Regions from separate parts of the Sus scrofa genome. Here region 1 is linked to region 2. Evidence: chromatin contacts called from public HiChIP or PLAC-seq data. All regions are on one chromosome and are shown on one strand. The core of a region is the stretch at or near the end of the contact, and the rest is flanking DNA. Distances in the headings are between cores, read along the strand shown. Region 1 holds the start of POLR2I (RNA polymerase II subunit I). Region 2 holds the start of WDR62 (WD repeat domain 62).

Region 1 (6,915 bases), core at 2,439-4,938, 63 kb before region 2:
CTAGATCCTGAAGCGTCTCTTCCGGTACTGCCCCCAACATTCATTTACTCTTGGCCTACTGAGCTCCTCCCAGGGGCCCAGCTGCGCCCAGTGCTGGGTACTAGGGACACGGTGCCGGAGTGGATCATGCCCTTCTGCATGGAGAGCTCATTCTGCTGAGAGGTCGACCAGAAACAAATCTGCAGCGATGTGTGTTAATTGTAATTACTATTATTTTTTTTTGGGGGGGTGCCCCATGGCATAGGGAGTTCCTGGGCCAGAGATCAGATCCAACTTACCCCGTAGTTGTAGCAACACCCTATCTTTGACCCACTGAGCTGGGCTGGGGATCAAACCTGCGTCCCAGCTCCAGAGACGCCGCTGATCCCCTTTTGCCAGTGGGGACTCTAGGGATGTGTACTGAACCCTACAGGATGACAGAGTTCTATGCAGAAAGATACCATGAAGAGGCTTCTGGAAGACGGGGATGCCTGAGACAAGGCCTGAAGGAACAACAGGCACAAGGTCCCGGATGGAGAAATATCTTTAGCCCCTTTGAGGAATGGCAGGGCCCGTGTGGCAGAAGTGAGCCAGGGGGATGGCAGGGGAGACACAAGAGATCATTGGAGACTTTGGCTTTTTCCCAGAATGAGATGCTCAGCCAGAAGCCTCTGATCTGACTTGGGGGTTCATATGTTCCCTCAGCCAAGTGTAGGAGGGAGATGGAGGGGCACAGGGATGGGAGCAGAGAGACCAGAGATGAAGCTGGAGGCTGGGCCTGGGTGGGGGCGGAGGGGGAGAATAGTGTGGATTCTGCATAGATTTTCTAGGTGGAGCCCTTAGGGTCTGAGGACAGATCAGATTGGGGTGGGAGGGAGAGAGGTCAGGAACACCTGAGGTGTCTGGCCTGAGCCACTGCACTAACATGGCAAAACAGAAACGGCCAAGGAGCACTCAGAATTTCTACTCTATTAGGTATTTTTGTAAGTTTGAAGTTACTGGCATTCGCTATTGTGAGGAATTTGAGGGATATTTATATACAGAACAAATACAAATTCTCCAGAGGCTCCACCTCTGAGAAACCCGCCTTGTGTGGCATCAGAAGTCAGCGAGCGGGGTGTCCATAGCTGAAACCATGCGTGTGGAACCCTCCCATTTGAGGATGCCACCGCCCAGCCTGACCCACCAGCACCCCTATGTCAACTGCCCAGGTCAGGCCAGAGGCAGTCATGGGCTCTTCACAGTCCTGACCAATTCCTATCATGGTCCACGACCCACTGCCCCAACTGGACTCTAGAGACAACCTCCTCCTTGCTCTCCCCACCCCTCTGTCCTCCACAGTCTGTTCCCTACATGTAGTCAGCGGGAGTCTGTGAACTCTGAGTGAGACCAGGACCCGCCTGGCTCCGAGTCCTCCCTTGGCTCCCACTTCCTTCCACAATAGAGGAGGTCACTCTTCAGCCCCTAGACCCACTGTGCTCCCTCCCACCTCGGAGTGTTTGCACAGGCTGTGCCCTCCTCCTGGAGCATCCTTTCCCTTCCTTCAGTTAACCTTCCTATTCTTCAGGTCTCTGCTCAAGTAGCACTTCCTCCAGGAAGTCCTCCTGGATCTCTGATGGGTCAGGCTCCCCAGTAAGGGTGTCCAAGCTCTGTGATCGCTTCCTTCATGGCCCTCATCTCACTGACTCTTCACATCTGTTCCTGTGACTATTCAGCTAACATCTACCTCACACACTGGAGAGAGCTAAAACAGAGACCTTCTCAGACTGGATTTACAGCCCTACCCCTGGTATAACACACATGCTCAGTAAACAGTTATGAATAAATGAAAGAGATAAACGAGAACTGGTACTCTGGGTACACTGACTTCTGGAGCCAGGCCGACTGAGGTAAAAATTCTAGCTAGAGTTTCTCCTCAGGAAAGTAACTTCCATCCTGAAGCTAAGTTTCAGGCTAAGCTAAGCTAAGAATTAATTATACCATTTTCCATGTCTTATTTACTGGATTCAATTCATCATTCAACAATGATTCACTGAGCATCCTTTCTGTACCAGGCACTGTTCCAGGTGCTGGAGGAAAATCCGCAGTATGGCACAGGGTGATCAGTGCAAAGGACAAAAACCAAATAAAGTGGGAAAGGAAAGGGAAGAGGTTTAAATTTTAAACTGAGGCAACAAAGCTCTCACACTTGGAAGGTGACATTTAAGTAAAGACTGGAAGGAAGGAGTTAGCCATGTGGGCACAGAAATAAGAACCGTTCGGGCACAGGGAACAGCACATGCAAAGTGCACCAGGGATGCTTGGATGTCTGAGGAGTTTTTGGGGGGAACACTGAGGACAGAGAGGATGATGTGAGCAGATGCATACAGAGGTCCTGCTTCCGGCTTCTCCCAACATGTGAGCCTCATGACTCACTCTGACCCCCCCTCACACTCTGTTCCCTCTGCCTGGCCTGCCCCTCCCACTCTCCTCTTAGGTTGCCCTTTCCTCATCCTTCAGGTCTCAGCTCAGGCATCCCTCCCTTCAGGAGGCCCCTTCTGATACCCCCAGGTGGAGTCAGGCACCTCTTCTGGCTGCCTCCAGTCCCCTGGGGTTTTCTCAGCCCAGTCCAGACCACTCTTGACTGCCAGTGTCTGGTGATGGGTCTGTCTCTCTCCCTGATGGACTGGGAGCTCCACGCGGTTAGGGCCTATTTTAGTTATCACATATAGCAAACCACAGCAAGCATCTGTTGAATAAGTAAATGAACAGAAGGGAGGGATCCCAGGTAGGGAGGCCTCACATGGATGCGACAGCCGTCATCTACAGGGTATGAGCCCAGCAGGGCATCCTCCTGATCCAGCTTGACATAGAACTTGTCGTCAGGTCCATACAGTTCCAATTCCATGCAGGAAGCAGGGCTGCCCACAACCAGCTGTAGTTTATCCTGTGGGAGGACAAATGGGGAGGCGGAGAAGAGGTGGAAGGTTGTCAGGGGCCCTGTCCTCTATCCTGAGGCTCTGCCCTTTGTGTCCATAACCAACACTCCTTCCCACCATATAGAAATACTCACATGGTATTATCCCTGGTTACCCCTGGCCCCACCCCCTCGGGCCCTGATCCTGAAACCTGTGACTTTCCCAGGCCCCGCGACCATCCTCTGTAAACTCAGGTTCCCTATGAACCCGCCCCGCTGAGGTTCATTCCCCAGCCTCTGCAACCTCGGTTTATCTCGGGCTTCCTCCCGGCACTGGGGAAGACCCTCCAGGTCTTCTTGGCCCCGCCCCTCCGAGCCCCGCCCCCAAGGCCACACCTTGAACTCTGCTACGGTGAGGCTGCGACTATACCGCTTCTGGGAGCGGAAGCTGTTGAGAGAGCTGCTGATGAAAACGGTCACCGTGGGCGCCGACAACCCCGTCACCTCCATCTCGCCGCGCCCTGAGGGGGCCCGCAGCCCGTTCAGCCGCCTAACACACGCTCCGCAGTCGCCGCCGCTTCTGGGATATCAGTCCCTCCCCCTGCTCTGCGACCTGGCCAATCCACGCTCTCCCGCCAGGAGGGTCGGCCAATCGCCGCATCTCTTCGCCGCCGCCAGGAGGAGGATTCTCCCTAGTCTTGGGCCCAGCCAATCCTGAAAGGTCTTCCACCCGGTACAGTTCTTCCAATAGGGGCACGGGAGACGGCCCGGCGGACGAAGGCCGAAGCCAGGAGGAAGGACTGGCAAGAGCTACTCCAGTCTGCGACGGGTAAACTCGCGCATGTGCATTGGCCTTCGGTCGGCAGAAAGCCATGGCTTCTTTATGCGTAGAGCTTTGGGTTATGTGACGCACTGTATTTCTGGCTCTCGTACCACACTATTCTGTAAACTGGGGAAGCGAAGCCCAGATGTTGGAAGCAATTATTCTAGGATATCAAGAGCTTGAAGCAAGTAATTAATCAAACCTCAGGGCAGAGAACCGAGCGTAAAGCCACTGGGAGCCAGTACTCGAGCGCAGCTCCGCCCCTCTTTTGGCGAAGCTACGAGGTCTGACCCTTCCCGCCACCTGTCGCGCAGCGGGGCAAGCGCGGAAGGCTGGGCGGGCAGCGCGCCGCTATGGAACCGGACGGGACCTACGAGCCAGGCTTCGTGGGTATTCGATTCTGCCAGGAATGGTGAGACACGGCCAGCATGTGTTGGAGGGGAGCAAGTAATGGTCCCAAGACTGACCTTTAACCGCCCCCCCCCCAGCAACAACATGCTTTACCCCAAGGAAGACAAGGAGAACCGCATTCTGCTTTACGCGGTGAGCGCGAGCCTATCCACCCGTTCCTAACGGGGTCCCGCCCTGCTCCCTGTACAGCCCCCCGTGGGGTCTGGTCTAGTTCCCGAACTACCCCCCGAGTGAACCCGACTCTTGTCCTGCCCATCCCCGAGGTGATCCTCGACTACACCCCATGATCCCAACCTCGAGATTCCATCCCCTCCGAGGAAGACCCTGCCCTCCCTTCCAGTCCCATCGGGGATCTCTCCGTAACCCCCTTCCCGCCACACTCTCCCTCCCGCAGTGCCGGAATTGTGATTACCAGCAGGAGGCTGACAACAGCTGCATCTACGTCAACAAAATCACACACGAAGTGGAGTGAGTGGCAGGACGGGAGCTCGGGGCCGGGGTTGTTGGCTCGGGAGGCTTGGTCTAAGCATAGTTATTCTCTTTTCTCTTCCATCAGCGAACTAACCCAGATCATCGCTGACGTGTCCCAGGACCCCACGTTGCCGCGGACTGAAGACCACCCATGCCAAAAGTGAGCATGCAGCCGGTATCGGGGAGGGAGGGTGGCTCGTGCTCACTGGGCAAAGGGAAGAGGGAAGGGTATGGCAGGCTCCGAGTGGCAGACTGTCCCCTCAGGTGCGGCCACAAGGAGGCGGTGTTCTTCCAGTCACACAGTGCCCGGGCCGAGGTGAGTGGCGCCAGAACAAGACTTTCAGGGTAACCTGGACCTGGGCCTTCCTGGGGTGGTGACGCTAATACTGGGGGGACCCTGCCCTTCCTGGCATCCTGAACTGGCCCTTTAGCTGTAGGAAAAGCCCCTGGTCTGTTCTTCTGAAGTGAGGCTCTTCTGGATGGAGTTTCCGTATTGTGCCCTCCCAGACCCTAACCGTCCATCCTTTCTGCCAGGACGCCATGCGCTTGTACTACGTGTGCACGGCCCCACACTGCGGCCACCGCTGGACCGAGTGAACCACCCTCCCCTCGTGTAATAAATGCTGTGTTCTGTGCGTGCATTTCCTGTGTTTATTTGCCTCTCGTGGGTTGGATGCGGGGTGCGCAGCCTCAAGCCGTGCGATGCAGGGCACGGTGCTGCGCATAGGCCTCGGGCCTCGAGCTGGTGAAGCCGCAGTCCTCGCACACATGCAGCTTCTCACGGCGCTCGCGGTAAGCGTAGCTGGCTGGCTGCCCGTGCACCTTGGCAAGATGCGCTTCCAGGGAGCAGCGCTGGGTAAATGCTTTCCCGCAAGCTCCGCAGCGGAATGGCCGGATCCCTGCGCAGATGGGCAGGAGGGAGAGAGGACAGATAGGGGAAGACCTCGGAACCCTCTGCTCTCTGTAAGCATTCCCGAATTCCTACTTCCAGTTCGCCAGCCACCTGCTGCCTCTGCCCAGCGCAAATGTGGGCCAGACACCTGTGTCCCCACCTCCCCTCACGGGGTGTGTTCCTTCCTCTGCAGGAGGACGGAGGCTTCCCCTTGCACCCTTCAGTCTGCGACCTGAATCCCGTCATCAATACCTGTTTTCACTCCATATCCCTCAGTAGCCCCCACCCCTTCCTTGTGGCTGAGAGCTGAAGTGGACCTGGTGGCTGAGTCCCCACCCCACAAACACAAGCACAGCTGGAAACTCCACATTCCATGCACCTCCCTTCATTTTGTCCCTTTTCTTCCCAAACCCTGCCATGGCTCACCAGTGTGAGTCCTCATGTGGCGCTTGAGGTCGAAGGCGTCGTGAAAGCCCTTGCCACAACAGCGGCACACGTGGCGGCGTGCAGGGCTGTGGCACTTGAGGTGCCGGGTCAGCATTCGCTGCAAAGGGAAGGCCTTGGGGCAGAGTGGGCATCCAAGTGTCCCAGGGCCCCTAGGAGCAGCAGTCAGAGTGCCCTGAGAAGGCTGTGGGAGGGACATGGGAGTTAGGACCCTGGCTCCTGCTCTGGAGCAAATGGAGCAGCTGGAGAACCAAGGAGGTCTGGGAAGGCCAGAGACTGCACTAGTGCGTGCAAATGCCACACCCTCCCTCCAAGGCCTTCCCTGACCACCCCACCCCCATCACCCTCACCTTGCTTTATGTTTCTCCATAGCTCATGCCGCCTTCCACAGTGATATGTATTTGTTTCTAATTTTGTTATCTATACCGGAAGCCCCACCACATTATAAGCTTCAGGAAGGAATGAATTTTTGTCTTACTCCTCAACACTTACTGCCTAGAACAGCCCTGACTCCCAATAAAAACTGAAATAATCTCCAGCACATTCACATTTCCTTCTTCCAGTGCGTGCCCTGCTGAGTCTCGCTTCTGAGAGGCCCAACCTCTTCCCCCAACCCCCATCCTGCTCCTGTCACCCTGTCTGATCCTCTGACATAAAGCAAATCACTACCCACATATTGGCTTGAGTCCCGTTCTGTCCCACAGAGCAGAGAATCCCTGGGGGCAGGGGCTGTGGCTGCCCACCCTGGAAAAATGATGCTTGGGATGCAGCCTAAAGTGAGCCCACTACTGAGAAAGGCAAGGCATTCCAGCAGAGAGGACAATGCGGGCAGAGGTCCTGAGGCCAGAGGGTGGGAGTAAGGGGCGGTTAGATTCTCTTGAGGCTGGAGCAGGCAGGGGTAAAATGGAGCAGGGTCTTGTGGGCCAGCTGCAGACTCACCGCTGCCCAAGAGTCCCCAAGGCCAGAAGACTGGTGTGCTGGTTGCCCTCCCTGGCTGCT
Region 2 (6,063 bases), core at 1,436-3,935:
ATAAAGAAAAAGAGGCCCTGAGAGGTAATCTGGAAAGAGCAGTGTCAGGACTAACCCATACAACCAGGGAGTGGCACTCACATTGTTTTTTATCTGTTAATCAGCACTACTGGGCATTAGCATGGCTAGTCATTTTTTTTTTTTTGGCCACACCTGCGGCATATGAAAGTTCTCAGGCCAGGGATCGAACTTGCACCACAACACAATCCAAGCCACTGCTGTGACAATGTGGAATCCTTAACCCGCTTCGTAGCTGGCAGAATTTTGCAAGCTGGTTGGATTCAACATCACAAACAAGAAAAATAAATGACACCAATCACCCAAAATTCACAGTCGTAAAAGTAGTAACTAACACCAACCCAGTACTTGCAACGTGCCATGTGTTTTCTTTTAAGTACTTAAGATACATGAGCTTATTTAATCCTCATAAATACCCTATAGGAACATTTATATTATTATTCTCATTTTACAGATGAGGAAACAGAGGCACAGAAAAATTCAGGAAAAGAAAGAGGAGTTCCCGTCGTGGCTCAGCGGTTAAGGAACCCAGCCAGCATCCATGAGGACATGGGTTCGATCCCTGGTCTTGAGCAGTGTGTTAAGGATCCGGCATTCCCATGAGCTGTGGTGTAGGTCACAGACTCGGCTTGGATCCTGGGTTGCTGCGGCTGTGATAAAGGTCAGCAGCTACAACTCCGACTGGACCCCTAGCCTTAGAATCTCCATATGCTGTGGGGTTAAGGTTAAAGCCTAGGCAGTCTGGGTCCAAAGGCAGTGCTCTGAACCACCTAGCTATCCTGCCTTTCTGAAACTACTACTGTGATTCCTCTCTTTATACACTTTAGAGCTCACAAAGCACTTTCATGAACATACAAGGTAAGAGTTATGAAGTACAGGGTGGTGGGATTAAGGTGGATATCTGCTTTAGGCTGGGGTTCAACAAGGCATCTGAGGGTAGGGATATTCAGGCTGAGACTCAAGGGACAGGAGCCAGCCAGGTAGGCTGCAGCAAAAAGCCCAGAGAGAGGACTCACCAAATACCAACGCTAGGAGGTGGAAAAGAGTTTGGAGCCTCAGGAAAACAGTAGGCAGGCCAGTGTGACTGAACCTCCATGAGAAGGAGGACAGGAAAATGTGGCCAAAGAGGGGGGCAGGGGCCACTTGCCCAACGCCTTGCAGCCAGGAGTGGGTGACAGAATTAGAGTGTAGCAGGAAGCCCTGTGGCAGGAACAAGGCCCACAAGCAGCTACCATGTATCGACCCTTTATCTGGACTTTGTGCCAAGTAGGTCATATGCGCAATTACAGTTCATCTCCCTGAAACATCATGGTTACTGTTATCTCCATTTTACAAAAACAGATTTTGCAACTCAAAGAGTTGGAGAACAATTTTTTTAAATTTCTTGTTTCTTTTCTTTTTCTTTTTTTTTTTTTTTTGTCTTTTTGCTATTTCTTTGGCCACTCCCGCGGCATATGGAGGTTCCCAGGCTAGGGGTCGAATCGGAGCTGTAGCCACTGGCCTACGCCAGATCCACAGCAACGCGGGATCCGAGCCGCGTTTGCAACCTACACCAGAGCTCACAGCAACGCTGGATCGTTAACCCACTGAGCAAGGGCAGGGACCGAACCCGCAACCTCATGGTTCCTAGTCGGATTCGTTAACCGCTGCGCCACGATGGGAACTCCAATTTTTTAAAATTTCTGCTGTGCTACTGGAATTTCTTCTACCTACTCTAAAATTTTGCTTCTGTGTTTCAGGATTTAGGGAGCTGTTCTATACCACAGTCCTCCTCAGCCCGCCCTGGAAGTGACGCCGTATCGCCATCTGTCCCTCAGAATTTACAAATATTACTCACATCGTCTCCATAATTTAGGGTGGCAACATGGATTAAGAATCCAATCTTGGTAAGGAAGAAGGAAAGAAAGCAGGCAGGAGGTTAGGGAAGGCAGGGTGGAGCTGAGGGAGAGCTGAAACAGGTAGGACTTGAGACTGAACCCTGGTAGACTCCCTAAAGATCTAGTGCAGGGTGAGGTCAAAAGTCGAAGGGCCCAGACAGGCGTCTAAAGGTGACTGAAGGGATAAGCAGGAGGAAGACAGGACTAGGAGGTGATTAGCAAAATTAAAATGCGCTCCAAGGGATAGGGCCTAGGAAGAACTCCGGGAATTTCTCCAAGGACTAAGGGTGGAACCAGGGGTTGAGAGGTGGGACTAGGAATAACAGGCAGTACCCGAGAAGGGGGAAGGGACAGTGGGAGGAGCCCTGGATGAGGGGGCGGGACTTAGGGGACAAGGCGGGCCAGAGAGCTGCTAGGGGATACCAGTTGGGGTCTGGTGGGTGGGGCCAAAGACCTAAGGCGGGGCCAAGGGAGACCCGGGGAACTGAAACTGGGATGTACAGGGCCAGCAGCTCCTCACCCGGTTCTGCACCGCGTCCTCTGGCGCCGCTGTGAGTCGCGTCCGCCGCCGTAGGCAGAGCGGTGGAGCAGGGGGCGGGGACGACTGGGCCCTCCGCGCCGGAACTCCCGCCATGATGGTTGGCAGCTTCTCGACTGCATCGTTCCGCACGTAGCCTCCGGTCCCCAAGGCCGCCATCGTCGCGCCAGGGCCGGGCGACCGTTACACGCCCAACTGCCGCCGCCGCCGCCGCCGCCGCAACCCACTCGAATAGCGAACCGCCGCGGGAAAGCCGGCGCTGCAGCCCATTGGACACGGCAAACCGTCCTCTGGCCAATCTCAGGGCTGCCGGGCGGAGCTTTTGACCAATGATAGCTAGGAGGCGGAGCGGAGGGTCTGATATGGGGTAGCCACGGTTTGTCAGCTGGATGCTTGAGCTGGCGCTGTGGAATATTTTAACCCTATCTGTGTTTTCATCATTCACAAAATACACAGGCTTTAACCTTTACGAGGCTACTACCAATCCTCACCTCGTTTTTTGCTGCCCTCCACCAGGGCGGCTATCCGCGCAGTGGCAGTCGCCCGGAAGTAAGCGTAGGGCGGAGCCGACAGAGACTGAAGAGCAGATTCAGAAACGCCGTGTCGCCACCTGTCCCTCAACAAATAAAGTCCGGGTGACTAAAAGCTGGCTTTGCGCAGACGTATTCTTTTCCCCATTTGCCACGTGACGAGGGCGTAGCTAGCTATGAGGCTGGGCGCGTAGTACGCAGGCGCTCCCCTTTCCTCCCACTACAACCCCCCGGCACGTGACCAGGCCCCAAGGGCCATCACGTGAGACAGGCGGAGAGCTGGCGGGCGGGCGGGGCAGGGTTCGGCGGCGCCTGGCGAGGACCAAAGTGCGTCTGCAGACCAGGCAAAACCCAATTGAGTTGGACAGCCATGCCCAGGTACTGCCGGGCTCCGAACTGCTCCAACACTGCGGGCCGATTGGGCGCAGATCACCGCCCGGTGAGCTTCTACAAGTGAGCGCAAGCGAGGGGCGGGGCTTAGGGAGGCGGGGTCCTGTGGGGGCGGTGCCGACGATAAATGCTGCAGTGTGGGGCACCGTCCAGCTTGCGGGCGTTTAAAAGCAGGGTTACCGGGCTCAAGAGACCTTATTCCCAGAGTTTCACTGGTAGTAAATACTACACATGCAAAGGTGCAGATGTGTGAACCAAGGGTAGATGATTAACTGCGGGTGGTGAACCGGACGAGCAGAAGAATGGGAGGGCGGTTTGTAGAGAGAAGTGAGATTGATCCAGACTCAGTAAAAGGCTGCAACTGCCCACTCGCCCTATCCCCGAATTTGAGGCGTCTCAAACTCAGAACGGCCAAAACCTACGGCATTATTTTGTATCTCTTAAGTCTCCCATTTCCTTTCCTGTCTTTCAGGCTAGAAACCCTTAGAATCATCCTTATTTCTTCACTTTTCTCACACTTGAGAAAATAAAAATTAGGTTAAACTGTAAAAAAAAAAAAAAGAAAAGAAAAAAAACCCTTGCCTTCTCTTTAATTTGGTTGGAATAACACACAGAAAAAGCCAGCTGAAGAATTAATAGGAAAAAATACTTCCTTTTTTTTTTTTTTGTCTTTTTGTCATTTCTTGGGCCATTCCCGCAGCATATGGAGGTTCCCAGGCTAGGGGTCGAACCGGAGCTGTAGCCACCGGCCTACGCCAGAGCCACAGCAACGCGGGATCCGAGCCGCATCTGCAACCTACACCCCAGCTCACGGTAACGCCAGATCCTTGACCCACTGAGCAAGGCAAGGGATCAAACCCGCAACTTCATGGTTCCTAGTCGGATTCGTTAACCACTGCTCCACGACGGGAACTCCCTAGAAAAAAATACTATATTTTTCTCAGGGACGTGCTGCAAGTGTAAAGTGACGAAACTCTCCTTCAAGTGACTACTACTTTTTTCTTTATTTTATTTTATTTTGTGGCCACACCTGCAGCACGCAGAATTTCCCAGGCCAGTGGTTGAACCCGTGCCACAGTAGTGGCCCCAGCCCCTGGAGTGACAACACTGGATCCTTAACCACCTGTGCTACAATGAAACTCTTGACTACTGCCTTCTTACTAGGAAGCTTTGTTCTTTAAAATCATAGGCTATCACAAATTTTGCTGTTTGAAATTACATCAGTAAGAAAAAAAAATCTTACTAAAGGCCTGGAGAAAAAATCGCTTTGACACAGAGAAGCAGCCTTGATTTATAGTCCAGGTGCAGAGCTTCAGGTAAGGAGTTTCTGGATACAGTATTCCACATCTATCCAAACTTTATTGCTTCCTAAGGGACAGATTTTGGGCCCACTTTGCAATGCAGGTCTGATGTTGATCCCCTTACACACAGTTCTATTTTGCTTTGAGTCTATCCAAATGCTATTTCACTTAGATTTCACTTGAACTCCACCCATCCCCCCAACCACAAATAATAATTCTTTTCCTCTTTGATGAAACTCCCCACAGTACCTCCCTTGGTGTGCAGTTTCCTTATTGCCACGGTAAGTAATCCTGACTTGCTTAGACTACAGGTCTTTCCCTGGGGGCCTTAGTCTAAGTGGGCCAGGAAACATTCCTTTTTCTTTCTTTTTTTCTTCCTCTCTCTCTCTTTCTCTCTCTCTCTCTTTTTTTTTTTTTTTTTTAGGGCCATACCCACAGCATATGGAAGTTCCCAGGCTAGGGATTGAATCAGAGCTACAGCTGCCAGCATATACCACAGCCACACCAGATCCAAGCCATGTCTGTGACCTACACTACAGCCACAGCAATGCAGGATCCAAGCTGCATCTGCAACTTACACCACAGCTCATGACAATGCCAGATCCTTAACCCACTGAGTGGGGCCAGGGATTGAACCTGTGTCCTCATGGATACTAGCTGGGTTTATTACCACTGAGCCACGAGAACTCCCAGGACACATTACTTATCCAGTCCATCAGTAAATCCTGTTGACTCTCCCTTTAAAGTCTCTCCAGAATTGACCACTTCTGACCCTCTTCTTTGTCCCCATCATGGTATTGGCCACTGTCATCTCTCAACTGCACTATTTTAGTAGCCTCTCCATTTGTCAGCCTGCTCCACAGACTGTTTTCCACATGCAGTCCCAGGGAACCTGTCAACCCCTGAGTCAGATCAGGGCTTGGATCCCTCCCCTGGTTCCCATCGAACTCTGTAAAAGACAAGAAACACAGCTGGCGCAGGCAGAAAACAGGCCTACAAAGCCCTGCAGGAACTGGATCCCCACTCTCTGTATGACCTCATCTCTTCCTTCCTGCCCCTTACTCACTCCACTCCAGTGTCACTGGCCTATTAGATGTTCTTCTAGCACACCAGATGCATTGTTGCCCCAGGGCCTTTGCCTGTGCCATTACCTCCCTCCCCCTGAAAAATTCTTCCCTTTATGACCACCTCTCTAACAGTGAGGGTGAAAATGATACCCTCTCCCAGTTCATGCGCATTCTTCCTGTTTGCCTCCTGCTTTATTTTTCCCTTTAACCCTTACCACTGTCTGGCACACCACATATTCGATAGTTTCACTTTGTGTCTCCTCTACTAGAATGTCAACTCCATGAAGGCAGGGATTTTTGTCTCTTATTCCTTGTTGTGTTCCCAGTGCCTAGAACAGTACC

Evidence for each region. HiChIP or PLAC-seq counts read pairs in DNA pulled down with a chosen protein or histone mark.
Region 1: a contact with region 2 is called in an H3K27ac HiChIP or PLAC-seq map of alveolar macrophages. The contact joins the promoter of POLR2I here to the promoter of WDR62 in region 2. A contact is called at or near these places in 2 of 5 promoter capture datasets (fetal liver and liver), 19 of 47 Hi-C or Micro-C datasets (blood, embryonic fibroblasts, fetal liver and 10 more) and 2 of 2 datasets of contacts at active chromatin or transcription factors (alveolar macrophages and skeletal muscle).

Annotation. Positions count from the first base shown.
Region 1 is chr6:45,479,091-45,486,005 of Sscrofa11.1, reverse strand. It overlaps POLR2I (RNA polymerase II subunit I), which reads left to right and starts at 3,688. Exons shown (of 6, transcript NM_001205404.1): 1 at 3,688-4,110; 2 at 4,187-4,241; 3 at 4,504-4,577; 4 at 4,666-4,740; 5 at 4,845-4,896; 6 at 5,115-5,221. The coding sequence starts at 4,052. The coding sequence ends at 5,177. It overlaps TBCB (tubulin folding cofactor B), which reads right to left and starts at 3,464. Exons shown (of 6, transcript NM_001205403.1): 1 at 3,272-3,464; 2 at 2,762-2,905. The coding sequence starts at 3,385. It overlaps OVOL3 (putative transcription factor ovo-like protein 3), which reads right to left. Exons shown (of 4, transcript XM_005664527.3): 2 at 6,856-6,915; 3 at 5,899-6,100; 4 at 5,184-5,479. The coding sequence ends at 5,271.
Region 2 is chr6:45,416,026-45,422,088 of Sscrofa11.1, reverse strand. WDR62 (WD repeat domain 62) reads right to left here and starts at 2,685. Exons shown (of 32, transcript NM_001128461.1): 1 at 2,416-2,685. The coding sequence starts at 2,592. CLIP3 (CAP-Gly domain-containing linker protein 3) reads left to right here and starts at 3,223. Exons shown (of 17, transcript XM_021097159.1): 1 at 3,223-3,402. It overlaps THAP8 (THAP domain-containing protein 8), which reads left to right and starts at 3,241. Exons shown (of 4, transcript XM_021097208.1): 1 at 3,241-3,416. The coding sequence starts at 3,334.